Linked DNA regions of Lactuca sativa: region 2 is linked to region 1. The links are chromatin contacts, called in public Hi-C maps. All regions are on one chromosome and are shown on one strand. The core of a region is the stretch at or near the end of the contact, and the rest is flanking DNA. Distances in the headings are between cores, read along the strand shown.

What was found. A called contact is a pair of places that touch in the nucleus more often than the background predicts.
Region 2: a contact with region 1 is called in a Hi-C map of leaf, with 6 times the contacts expected there. The contact joins the promoter of LOC111914044 here to the promoter of LOC111896317 in region 1. A contact is called at or near these places in 2 of 4 Hi-C or Micro-C datasets (leaf and seed).

What each region holds. Positions count from the first base shown.
Region 1 is chr3:153,994,761-154,002,010 of Lsat_Salinas_v11, reverse strand. It overlaps LOC111896317 (proline dehydrogenase 2, mitochondrial), which reads left to right and starts at 4,292. Exons shown (of 4, transcript XM_023892330.2): 1 at 4,292-5,003; 2 at 5,195-5,843; 3 at 6,136-6,376; 4 at 6,471-6,772. The coding sequence starts at 4,416. The coding sequence ends at 6,573.
Region 2 is chr3:154,721,287-154,728,536 of Lsat_Salinas_v11, reverse strand. LOC111914044 reads right to left here and starts at 2,497. Exons shown (of 5, transcript XM_052769426.1): 1 at 1,578-2,497; 2 at 998-1,051; 3 at 641-885; 4 at 447-560; 5 at 52-375. The coding sequence starts at 1,046. The coding sequence ends at 352. LOC111914045 (protein NSP-INTERACTING KINASE 1) reads right to left here. Exons shown (of 11, transcript XM_023909789.3): 6 at 6,606-6,665; 7 at 6,410-6,510; 8 at 6,166-6,312; 9 at 5,294-5,635; 10 at 4,806-5,185; 11 at 4,235-4,681. The coding sequence ends at 4,358.

The DNA of each region.
Region 1 (7,250 bases), core at 3,043-5,542:
AGGGTAAATTACACGAATGATCCCTATGGTTTAGGGTAACTTGCGTGTTTGGTCCCTAATTTATTTTTCTAAGTCGGAAGGTCCCTACTGTTTGTTTTTGTTACACGCTTGGTCCCTGTCTTACATAAAAAGTCTATTTTTCCCTTGATTTTTTCAATTTATTTAAATAAACACACCCTCAATCTCATCATCTCTCCTTACCTTACCTACTATATCATTTTTCTCTATTTAAATAATTGTCTTTTTACGTAAGATAGGGACCAAACGCATAACAAAAACAAACAATAGGGACCAAATGTGTAGCAATAACAAACAGTAGGGACCTTCCGAGTTAAAAAAATAAGTTAGGGACCAAACGTGCAAATTACCCCAAACCATAGGGACCATTCGTGTAATTTACTCTAATAAATAATAAATAAGTTGTAGAGGAGATGATAACGTGCGGGAGGGTGTAGGTAGGGGAAGAAAGGAGAACCGTAGGATGGAATGAATCAAAATAGGGATATGGACTCCACATCATATGGACATCAGATTTGACTTTGACGATGAAGTACCTTAAATGCTGTATAGGTGAGTGTTTGACAACCGAGAATCTTTAAATGATCCAGCTCACTCCCTGGCTTCTAGTCCTTTACCAACCTTATTTGTCATACTTTTGGAAAACAAAACATTAAATATTAAAAAAGAAAATCAGTTATTTTAAGTTATATCCTCCTAATTGATATGTTGTTTAGGTATGTATCAACAATTTAAAATGTTTTTTTTAAGTATGAAATGACAATGACTATAGTAAAATATTTTTTGCAACTTGATTAATAGATGTTGTTTGTGTTATGAATAATTGTTTTTCTAACAATTTTTAGAGGAAAACCTATTATTTTAAATTTAAGAGTAATTACACGAATGGTTCTTATGATTTGGGATAATTTGCGTGTTTGGTCCATAACTTATGTTTTTAACTCGAAATGTCCATTTTATTTGTTTTTGTTCCACGTTTGGTGCATACTATTTGTTTTTGTTACATTTTTGTTCTCTGTCTTATCTAAAAAAATTATTATTTAAATAGAGAAAAATGGTGGGGTAAACAAGGTAAGGTTAGAAGGTTGGGTTGAGGGAGTGTTTATTTAAATAAATTAAAAAATCAAGGAAAAAAATATCTTTTTAGGTAAGACATGGACCTAACGCGTAACAAAAACAAACAGTAGAAATCTTCCGAGTTAAAAAATAAGTTATGGACTAAACATACAAATTACCCTAAACCATAGGGACCATTCGTATAATTTACTCTAAATTTAATTAAGTATGTTACATTTAGAAAAACTTAAAGTATATGTATTTATTTTAAAACACCTACTATATACATTATTATTATTTTTATTTTTATATTTTTCTAAAAATTTAATTTAATGATTTTTAACCCAAGAAAAAACTTAATATTTGTGGGTGTCAGGGTTTTACCGGTCCCAAAACCCTAAAATAGACAATTTCAAAAAATATAATGAACTTACTAAAAAATAATATAATTTTCTTTAATAATCAGATAAAAATATATTGAATTTCTATATGATATGACGTTTATTAACAAAGAAGTTAATCACTAAAAAAATAAAGCTACTTATTGCGAGATAACAATGTTTTATCCTTTAATAAAGAAAAATGTACTCCAATGACAAAAATAGCCTTGTGAATTAGCAAAATAGCTATTTTTATAAGAAAACAAAAACATTGAGGAGCACATTAAATTCATGAAATAGTTCAAGTTAAATCGTGAAACATTATTTTAGCGAAATTATGTTCACTAATGCACGAATAAGTCTCAAGTGTGGATTCTTTGTATTGTAGTTTTGAACCCGTTTTTGTCGATATACTCGAACAATTTTCTTTCTCATAATATAATTTACAATATTGACCATATTTTTCTAATTTGGATTCTCGTCGTATTTCTTATTAGTCAATCGGTGAACTAGTCAATTATGTGATAAGATTTTTAAAAGAAAAGGTCGACCAATTATAACAAAAGTTCATATTTCTAAACAAGATTTTCAAAGAAAAGATTAATGATTAGGATTGAACGATCAATTTTAACAAAAATTTTTATTAGTCAGTTGTAAAGTTATTTTCGGCTAATTAATAATTGTATTTTTTGGTACAATCTAGATATGTATTGAAAAATGTATCAATAAAACCATACAAGTTTGATAAATTTTTATTACATTTTTCTATCTTCCAAAAATAAAAAAGATAAAAAGAAAAAGTTGGAGATATTTAATTTCTATACAGAAATTGACAAAAATGGACTTGTGGTACCATGCGTGAGTGAACCGGACCCACAATCTTCCTGAGTTGTCTACTTTACCTGCCCTTTTATCAACAGATTCCGGATTCTTCCGTATTTTATTTTCCCTTTTTTGCTTCACTTAAGTATATTTATTTTAAATATAGAACAAGATTCATAATAAATTAAATAAATAGAAATCAAATTAAATAAATGGATACCAAATTAAATAAGATATCATTATCCTCGTTTTTATGCGCTTTCTAACGCTTTTTAAGTTATTTATCCGTTATTAATTAAAATATCCCATATTAAAAGATGAGAAATTAAATATATGGAGATTCATATACTTTAATAACTTGATTTTCTTTCCAAAAAATATACATTATATGAAAAAATATAAAAATATTAGGAAGAATTTCGTTTATATCCTTATAAACTTTTATAATTACGTTCATATCCTTGTAAAACTTCAAATTAATATATATCCTTATAAAACGTATAAACTTACTGACACACATTATATATATATATATAATTTAATGAGAACTAATATATTTAAAAAGTTAAACAATCTTTAAATTATATTATAACTAAATTAGTAATATACATATTTGCAATCATTCTCATAATCGGTTTCCATATTCACAGTATGGTTATTCATGACATGATTCTTTGTTGCTTAATATTCTGAATAGTCGATTAGCAAAACCTGCTAATTACATATTTTAATCGATTACTAAACAATATATTTCATCTTCTACAATTGATTTAGGAGAACTACAATTATTCTCGTCTAAGCAAATTTTTTTTCTTCCTCCGGTTCTTTAGGTAAGATCATGGAAAAACTAACTCCAATGTGGGTTTGAGTATTTTGTAAGGATTTATCAAGTAAATAGGATGAGAATAGTAATATGAAAGAACTGTAATATTGTAATGTTACAAGTTAATTAGTATTTTAATAATAAGAAATCAATTTAAAGATAATGTTTTTAAATTTTAAATAGGTTAAATTAAGTATTTTGTTATATATGTGAGTTTATAAGCTTATAAGGATATACATATAATTTGAAATTGTAAAAGAATATAGACATAACTATGAAAATATTCAAAAATATAAGCAAAATTTACCCAAAATATTAAAATCTTCTTCTTGTTTTGACATATCCAGATTTAATTAAACAGTAAATTTAAATTTTAACACTCATATAGTCATATCCTTCAAACAGTTGGAAAAAAAATAAAACTAGCCAATAACTTTTTATAGAAAATATTATGTGGAACACTCTATAAAATTTAACCAAACTATAACAAACATAGCATTAGTTAAAAACATTAATTTTGTAACATACTTACATTAACTACTTCAAAACGTATTATATATTTTGATTTAATAAGTAGCAAAAATTTATTTCATGTTTTGTAGTATATTTATAAAAAAAAGTATGTTGATTCGTATACAATAATTTTTTTTATACATAATAATTTATATTTGAAAATTATATACTATACAATTTTATAAAATATAAATTATATATAAAAAAACCTATAAATATATAAATCAATTAAGATCAATTAAATTACACTACATTAAAAATTTAAAAAGAATGAAATTATAAAGTAGATTCAATTACATTTTTATTTTTATTTTTATAAAATCATTGTGAAGAATCTGAGGAGAATATTCTATGAAACTTTCCGGCACGGAATCTTTCTACTTTGGCGGTGCCGACTAGTTTGTCGAAACAGAATCTCCGGTCTCAACCCCGTGACTTTAGCACTTCCTTTTATGACATTTTTACCCCTGGTCCACACCAAATCCCATGGACCCCACTACACCATAACTAAATACGGATTTTTCTACTTTTCCAAAATTTACTCCCTCCAAATATGGATAGATCAATTTCCACAAAAAACCCGAAACGTACGTGAAACGGGTCGGGTTTCGGATCCAACCCGAATTTACATATTTTTTCCTATATATACCTTGCTATGTTTCAAGTCATCCTCACAAAAAAAAACTGGTTTGTTATTACACCCTAAAAATTAGCATTTTAGCAACACCGTTGTTTTTCAACGTCTTCTTCATCAACCGTCGTTAGTCGCCACCACCACAACCACCAATCACCGTCGACCATTGATGGCCATGACCACCAATGGCTCCTCTTCAAAATTGATCCGATCATTTGTCCACCGTGTGAAGTCATCCCCTACCACCACCCTCACCACACCAAGATTCCGTTCTGCACAAAGAACAACCATCAACACAACGGCAACAACAATCTTCCCAACTCCGCCACCAACACCACCGACGACCACCATCGTTCCTGACCATTCACGTGACGCCATATTCGATTTCGAGGATACGAAAGGTTTGTTCTCATCCGTTACAACCGGGAAACTTCTCCGGTCGGCGGCGAACCTGAACCTGGCGGCGGTGGAGCCGGTGGTGGATATGGGTGTTTGGGTTATGAAGTCTAGGCTCATGCAAGTGGGTTTGTTTAGAGAGATTGTTTTGGGTGTCATTAAACATACGTCGTATGAACATTTTGTTGCCGGAGCGGATACGGAAGAAACGGGTCGGACTGTTAAGAAGCTTTGGGAATCCGGGTTGAGAGGGATGTTGGATTATGGTTTAGAACATGCGATTGATAATGAATCTTGTGATATAAACGCTCAAGAATTCATCAAAACTGTTGAATCAACACAATCTTTACCTCCTTCTTCTGTAAGTTGTTTTTACATTTCCATGATTTTTCAAATATTTTATTCTGATTTTCTTTATATTTTCTCAATTCAAGATTCCCTTTTTATATTTCTTGATTTAAAAAAACCCATGTACGATTCGTACCACGAAATGATTTTGATTCTTTGATACAGTGAATCTTTGTAAAATTAATCATTTTTTTTTGAAAACAGGTTAGCTTCGTGGTTGTGAAGATCACTGCAATTTGTCCAATTTCTTTACTTAAAAGGGTGAGTGATCTTCTTCGATGGGAATACAAGAATTCTTCATCGACGAATCTTCCATGGAAGCTTAAAACCCTTCCGATCTTTTCAGAATCAAGCCCATTTTACCACACTTTAGAAAAACCATCACCATTAACACCCGAAGAAGAACACGATCTCGAATTAGCCCATCAGAGACTCGTAAAAATCTGCAACAAAAGCATCGAATCCAAAGTTCCGGTAGTAATCGATGCTGAAGACACTTCAATCCAACCAGGAATCGATTACTTTACATACTCAGCCGCTGTCATGTACAACAATGGCGAAAAGCCCTTAATTTTCGGCACAATCCAAGCTTACCTGAAAGACGCCGGCGAACGGCTGTACGCCACCAAGAAAGCCGCCGATCAAATGGGATTACCAGTTGGATTCAAGTTAGTTAGAGGCGCTTACATGTCGAGTGAATCCCAATTGGCTAATTCTTTAAACGTTGAATCTCCCATTCATAATAGCATCATCGATACACACAATTGTTACAACGATTGTGCTTCGTTTATGCTTGATGAAGTCTCAAATGGACCCGGTGGACTCATTCTCGCTACCCATAATCTTGAATCAGGTAAAAGATTGAATCTTTTTGAGTTTTTTTATTCTGGGTATTGTTGTTTTGAATCATTTCCACGATTTGTGTCTTGAATTCGTATTTTAAACGTATCGAAAAGATAAACGAAGTGCACAAAATTTGATAAAAAATGTATTGTGAATCAGGATTGTTGTACTTGTATTGGTTCTTGAAAACCGATGGTTGAAAACTATTCGAAATCCGAGGTATTTCTTGAGACGACATTCAAGATCTCTGTTACTAAACGAATTCAATCTAACTTTTTTCACTTTTTTTTGAAATTTAACAGGAAAATTAGCTGCACAAAAGGCAAGAAATTTGGGAATTGGGAAAGATAGTGAGAAGCTTGAGTTTGCCTCACTTTATGGAATGGCAGAAGCGATGACATTTGGGTTGCGAAACGCTGGATTTGGTGTAAGCAAGTATTTACCATTTGGGCCAGTTGATCAAATCATGCCTTATCTTCTTCGAAGAGCAGAAGAGAATAAAGGGTTGTTGTCTTCTTCGAATCTTGATCGACAATTGATGATGTAAGTGGGATTTTATGGGTTTTTAAAGTACATTGATGTTATGTAATTGGGTGATGATTTTGATTGTTGTGTACTTTTGTTTGTGTTTTTACAGGAAGGAGTTGAAGAGGAGGATGAAGGGTTATGTTGGACAAGGGTTTGAAGAGAGTGAGAGGAGTTTTAAATCGGATGCGGGTTCGATTGTGAAGTTAAATTAGGGGGGAAATGAAGGGGAAAAAGTGTAAATAGTGAAGATATTTGGGGAAAGAAGGCCTCTTGCTTTGTTTAGGATAAATATGTGTTGTGTTGGGATTTTGGTTATGGATATACCAAAGTAGTGGAAGAGGTGCTTTTTGTGTTCATGGAAGTTAATAAATGGAGACTTTGGAATAAGATTATTATTTTACTTGTTTAAAAGTTGTTTTTTTGACGTATTTGACTTGTGTTATAACGATGAGAAAATTCCCTTATTTCGGCCTCCGTTTGTTGGCTTGTGGAGTCAACTTGTCATAAACGAAAAAATTAGGATCTTATCTTCGATAAGTTTAAGTTGAAATAGAAATGAAACCGGTTTCGGTATTCTTGATTATATGGATATTGAAATTTGTTTGATTTTAATTGTGATTGAAAACAAAATAAGATCAATTCTTTTATGTAGGAAGTAATGGTGATTGAAATTTAGGTGTTTGTGATTAAAATTGTGGATAATGGAATTTGTTTGATTTCAATTGTAATTGAAAACAAAAGATCAATTTGTTAAGGGTCATGATTCTTCTACAGAATGTTTTTATCATTCCACGGAAATAATATATATTGACTATCGTGCCCTTAATGGCAATTTATAATATTTAAAATAATAATATCCTTTTTTTCTCCAAACAAGGAAGCAAACGCC
Region 2 (7,250 bases), core at 1,248-3,747, 730 kb before region 1:
CCCGCGTTGCAGGGGTTGGAAGGTGTTGTTTTTGTGTACATGTATAATAGATTGTCTTAATTGGTAGCCACAGTTAAGTATGTTGTTATTCTCTGCAATTCGCCCTTTTACAATTTTGATGCTTAAAATAATAAAAATAAAGGACATTGCCCTTTGCAAAAAAAAGGATCCAAATTACATAAAGCTAAACATTCAAATGAAAATACATTACCCTGTTTTAGTTTTCTTGTTCTAAGATATGTAAAAAAAAACCCACTTTACATCATACTTGCTGACGTGCACTTAACAGACTCATTAGTTCTTGATACATCTCACTAAATGTGGAAGAAGTCTGTTCCAACCACTAATTTCTTAACACCTCCTAAACAAAATCAACTGTGTGAATTTTTAATGTTTATATTAAAAAAAAAAAAAAAAAAAAAAAAAAAAAAAAAAAAAGAATTTACTTGAGTCATAGCGGCTCTTGTCCATTTAAATCTTCTTTCAAGTTCGGGTTGATCGATTCCATATTTAGCGGGGTCTCTAGCTGCCTCAGAAATAGCTTTCTCCAATTCATCCACCTTCATATCAGCAAAATAGATTTTTAGCCTACATTCTTAAATCTTTTATGGAATAACAAATTTTATGTTCAGATGCATACTTGCCATTCAATATATGAATATACGCGAATAGGCTTAAACTCAACTGAAAGTTGATCTACCAACGTTAAACCTAATGCATGCATCCTATAGTGGCAAACAAATACATATAAAATAACCATAGAGATAAATATAAATTGTTTAAATGCTTCAATGCAACTTGTATATCTAACGTTAGGCTTAAATGCATCTCTCTTAGCGCTTGTGTAAGCCATTGATGTAGCAACTATTGTTGCCCAAATTGTACCTACATATACATTTTTATATAGACTCCATTACATTTTGTCGGTTTGATTATTCAAAAAAATCAAATCTATCATTATATTGAATAAAAGTTAAAGTTTATAAATTAAACTAACCTATGTTGGTAAACTGGTGGTTTGTGACCCAAGATTGCAAGCCTTCCATTTGATCTGCATCATATTTCCAATTTTTTTGCTTCATAATATATAATATGAATAAACAAAAAATAGAATGTCATTATCTTTTTTAACTGTTAGAATGATGGACAGGAGGCAAATAGACCAACTGTTATCAAAGAGAAAATGGTCAACCAACCATTTTATGACAAAAAAAAACTTTGAATCATGTAATTTAGCCACTGAACTATTTTTTTTAGATTTTCATCGTAATAGTTCTGTGGCTAAATCGTAAAAAAAAAAAAAAAAAAAAAAAAAAAAAAAAAAAAAAAACTAAGAGTTTAATGACAATCAATAAAAAAATATTAGTGTAGCGGCTTAATTAGTAAATAAAATTTTTTGATGATAAAAAAAAAAGTATAATGGTAAAAATAAGTTTGTTTGTTTGTTTTTTTGTAATTTTTATAATATCAAATCAGGCCAATTTTACCTCTTTCTAAGTTCATGTCATCGTAGATGAATGTAAAAAGGAGAAATTTACCAAATTGCCCCTAAAAATCAAATAGACACAAAGTCTAACCTGCTCAGATCCTGTAATTGTTGTATTTTATTTATTTGAATCTTCCAATTGCTTGCGTCTTTCTTCACTACACCCTTGAAATTCACCAAATTTCTTCTCTAAATTTGCATCAAACAGACCCACCCACATCTTCCTTCCGATCACCCGTTCAACACCCAAAATACTTGTAAACAAAGACAGAAAACAGAAATAATAGACGAAAACGTACCTACGGATGGCAGAAAATAGAGGAGGAGTTGATGTAAAGTTAAATTTCAAAACCAAAAAAATATTGATCTCCAGTTAACTTGAATCGATTAGTCAAATCATTTACCTTGTGGTCAGGATCGATTAATTAGATGAGGAAGAGAACCTCATCATTCTTTTCCATTCGCTCACAACACATACCTAGGGGCGTAATGGTGGTCATTGATTCTCAATTCAAAGTGGAGATGGACATACAGACGATCGAAATCAGTTTAGGGTTTTTGTTAGGAACCCCCGGTCACCGCTCGTTTTGTCTTTCTTCACCAACAGGAGGAATGACATTGGCTGAGCCGGTAAATGGGTGACAGTGGTTCGTGAGGAAGAGGAGCTGACTTTTTCTTACAGAGAGACAAAGATAGAAGGGTAAGGAAGAGAAGTCGAAGGATTGTCTCCAAGCTTTCCAAGACAGAGTTTCAAAAGTGGTATATAGAGCAGATAAGAAAAAAGCGGTAGATTGTCAGTGGGAAAAACGTAGCATCAGACATGTATATAAGTGGTGGAACAGAGTAACCGAGGTAAAAGAGAAGATGACACGTTTGCTGATTGAACAGTGGTGGTGAAAGAGAAGAGAACACGTTTGTTGAAGATGATCCATGGACTGAACATTAAAAACTGTTATTCTTACAAGGACCAAATTGCTATTTCAATAAATAAGTGGACCAATTCCGATTTACAGCAAATGAAAGGACCAATTTTGTCAATCCCTTAGCCACTTTACAGTGTCAGTAGCTAAGGGTGAAGAATTTTAATATATATATATATATATATATATATATATATATATATATATATATATATATATATATATATATATAATGATCAGCTAATCGAGAAAACGAAGACATAAGACATGGGGACTAAGCATATCGAAAATAATTAATACTTGAAATAACTGATTGACCCGTTCTGAATTCGGGTAGATTAGGTCGTGTTTATGTTTATCGGGTTTTAGACATATAATTTAGGGTATTCGGTTAACCCACTTTTATATAAGTCCATGTATAATGTATGTGACTAAGGTTCTGTACTTTCGAGTATATCCGAATAATTGATTTAACAAAAAAAAATCATTACGTAATATCCAATAGCATGCATCTCTTACTCTATTTCTTTTTTCTCTACCTGATAATAGCAAATTGTTTTCTTTAGAGGTCATCGTCATTACTCATTACCACCACAAAGTCAAAAAGACATCGTCACCACTCACCACCTATCGTCCACTCGTCACCAGTTTACTGCTTATCTATTTGTTTCAAAGTAAGTGGATTGCTTTTTGGTTTCTTGTTTGTTAATGATTTCGAATTTTAGGGGGTTTGCTATTTGCTTCTTTGGTTAGATTGTCTTCTATTTTGTGGAATATATGTGGATATTGTTGTTGATGTTGTATAATATGGATTAGTAAACATATTAGTGAAATTATAGAACTCTCATTTCTTTAAAATTTCCAATATTTTTCCGGTCTTCATGACAATTAAAAGATTTTCTGATTTGTTGTTTGTAATGCCAACTAAAATAAGGTTTGCCCCACTAACGGAGCCAATTTTCTTACACCAAGCCTCGGATTTTGAGTGCTCGTAGAGCAACAATACATAATAAATTTGGCATTTGTGTTTCTACTATGATTGATTGATTAGTAGTCACAGTCACAACCTAATTTAAATTTAAGATTCTACTATGATTTTTATATTGTGACAGTAGTAAGTAACCACACAATATGTTAAACTACAACATTTAAAGTGATGTAAAATTTGTTTTATTGCATTCAGATGAGTAAAAGTATGTACATTTGGCATCAAAAGGGTATTTTCTCTTGTTAAGGAGTACTATATTCGGCTCGGCTCGTTTGCACCCCTAATTTTGGCTAATGCATTATTCTTATTCACAAAATTGGTGTTCCTTGTGCTTTGTAAGTCCTTACTTCTTATTGTCTATTGAAAAGATAGTTACACAGTTAGTCCCTACAATTTAAGTAACATGCTTATTTTTTTTTCTTATAATTTTTAACAACTTCTATAGGGCAATACCCGAATATCCAAATTTCAATTCAGTTTGTTTATCGATTATTTTTTATTAGAAAATACCCGAACCACCTGAAACATAAAAGTTATACTTATGACCAACATTTCTAATTTAATATGTAATCCACAACAAATACAAACACATGGACACAAAAGGTTAAACCTCCAAGATAGGAATACACTATTTAATTTTTGGTAAATCACTTGAACGAATTTATATAACTAACTAAAATATAAAATAAAGACTTGGAACTCTTAAACATCAAAAAAATAATAAATAAATAAAAATGACACAAGGAAATTTTGGTGCGACTTGGAAACAAAAAAACAAAAAATTAACTCTTTTTTCCCAAGAAATTAAAAATAAAAAATGAACCTATATGCTTGATAGTATATTAAAAAACACTTACTTTTTTTATAACTCAAATACAAAATTTACTACACTTGAAAATTTAAACCTTTACAAACCCTGTTTTTTTTTTTTTTTTTCCATAATTCCTATTTGAAATTCAAGATTCATCTAGGCCCAGAGAGTTCTATCGCTTGTCCAAGCAAAGAAGAGTCATCGGTGAGGTCAGAATACCGCTCCGACGACGACAACTCCGGCGTCCTGAACTTTGAACTCGACTCAACTCCCTGTGAAGCTTCCCATCTCTCCGCAAGTCCATCCCCTTCCAACATCCGTACAACTTCCGACATCTTAGGCCGGTGGCCGGGAAGATATTGAGTACACAACAACGCCACTTTCACGATTTCCTCTAACTCAATCCTATCGTAATTGTTCTTTAAATCTTTATCAACTAACAAATCTAGCTTCTTCTCTACATGAATCTTTTTCACCTGAAAAAACAAAATCATAGTATTAAACTATTATTTCCCGTTAAGAAAAAAAGTCGGAATCTTGATTTTCCGGCGATGGAAACTCGCCGGAGATGAAGAACAACGTAAGCTAATTAGTAATTACCCAGTCAAGCATTGCTCCTTTCTGGTTAGCAGCTTTCCCGAATTCCAAAGCTCGTTGTCCGGTTAACAGTTCTAGAAGAAGAATCCCAAACCCAAAAACATCTGTCTTCTCCGACGACTGGCCGGTGGAGAGATACTCCGGCGCAATATGGCCGACGGTTCCACGCACCGCCGTCGTTACATGAGAATCTTGATGATCCAAAAGCTTCGCTAACCCGAAATCACCAACAACCGCTTCACAAAAATCATCAAGCAATATATTCGCAGCTTTCACATCTCGATGAATAATCTTCGGATCACACTGTTCATGAAGATACAACAATCCTCTCGCAGCTCCTAATGCGATCTTCTTCCTTATTCCCCAATTCAAAACTGGTTTCGCTGACAAAATCATGCAAAGAAATCGAGATTTTAACTTCTTGAAACTTATACGATGAGTTGCAGGTTTGATAATGGAGAAAATGGTGGATTATGTATCAATGTATGTACCTTTAAGACGAGAGGCAACGCTTCCATTTGACATGTAAGGGTAGACTAAGAGTTTTTCAGTTGGGGTCATACAGAAACCGTATAATCTGAGGAGATTCCGGTGAACTGCCAGGCTGATCATCTCAACTTCTGTTTGGAACTGCCGTTCTCCGCCGGCGGCACCACCATCTTTGAGGCGCTTCACCGCCACATAACTCCCGTCTTGGAGTTGACCCTTGTAAACGTGCCCGAAGCCTCCTTTTCCTAATATGTTCTTGTTGCTGAAGTTGTGTGTTGCGCTTTGAAGTTCCCTAAATGTGAACTTCCTTAGATTTCCTAGGGAAACTTCCTCGTGATGCTTATCTGCATTGTCAAGAACGTTAGAAGTTTGGTGTTAGTAGTTGAAAGTTGACAGTTTGATCCGTGACAGGTAGTAGGTGAAGTGACAGGTGGTAGGTGACAGATGACAATAGTTAAATCGATAACATTTTAATAGTTTGACCGTGATCGGTGACAGAAGTTAATAGTTTGCAGTTGACAGTTTGACAGTTTAATTCGTGACAAGTGGTAGGTGACAATGACAATGATACATGACAAATGACAAATGACAATTCATAGTTAACAGATAATATTTCAAAAGTTAGTAGTTTGCAGTTGACAGTTTGACAGTTTAACCATGACCAGTAACAAAAGTTAGTAGTTTGTAGTTGACAGTTTGACAGTTTGATTCGTGACAGGTGACAAATGACAGATGACAAATGATAGATGACAGATGACAGATGACGGGTGACAGTCTAAAATTCACAGTTAACAGGTAACATTTTAACATTTTGACAGTTGATAGATGACAGTTGACAGTTAATTAACTGGTGACGGTATTATGATAAACAAACCTTTGACATCAAAGAAGGGTTCTTGATTATGTCGTCGCCTCCACCAAATGAGCGCGAGTCCAAAGATGAGCAAAGAGATGCATCCGAGGCTTGTACTAATGGCAAGAGCGATTTTGTGACCTTTTGATTTTGGCAAAGTGCCATTAGCTTCAAAAAAGGATAGAAGAAATGAAACTCTGACACTATAGATACTTAGGAACACTTTTTTATTTGTTAAATCAATAAAATGTGCACAATATTGTACCTTGATTAGTAGTGTTTAAAGTCATGGACATGGGCAAGAGTGTCATTCCATAACATTCTTGCTCGGACCCTGTTTGGCATATTAAAGGGTTCCCAACGATGCTGAAATAGATATTGCATACACAACCATTAGATATACAATTTGTGTGTGTGTGTGTGGGGGGGGGGGGGGGGGGGGGTTGTAATAGTTAGCTTACTTGAAGGTCTTGGAAGGAAACCTGGGAACAGGGCCACTTAAGTTGTTGAAGGACAAGTCACTAAAACAAAACATGAATAGGTAATGTTAAAATAATACTATTGTTAAAAGAAAATGATTATCCATGCACAAGAATACAACATATATAAGAACTTTTAAGGGTTTTTTTTTTTTTTTTTGGTAACGGTATATACAAAAAATAACAATATATTTTTCAGTTTTATTTTTTTTATTACAACATTGTATTTAGTTTTTCAAGTAAAAGAGGTCCCTATATATAGCCGATTTTTTCAATTCTTCTCCTTTAAAGTTTTTTCTTGCATAACGTTGTCCTCTTTTTAGTTTTCTTTTAAAATGTTTTTAGTGTCTGTTTTAATTAAAATAATAATATTTTTGGGATCCAAATTACAAGATGCTATTATAGTTAGGGACAAAATATAGTTTTTTTTTTTTTTATTTTTTTTTTAAGTTTGAACAAAAACAAAAAACATGTAGTTACATGAGCCTTAAATATGGACTAATATTGCAAGATAAAACTTTTTGGATCAAAAATAAATAATCAACCATACCCATGGACCAAAAATGTAATTTTTTTCTTATAATAACATAGTACTTTACTACTTTATAATTACAACATTGTACTTCA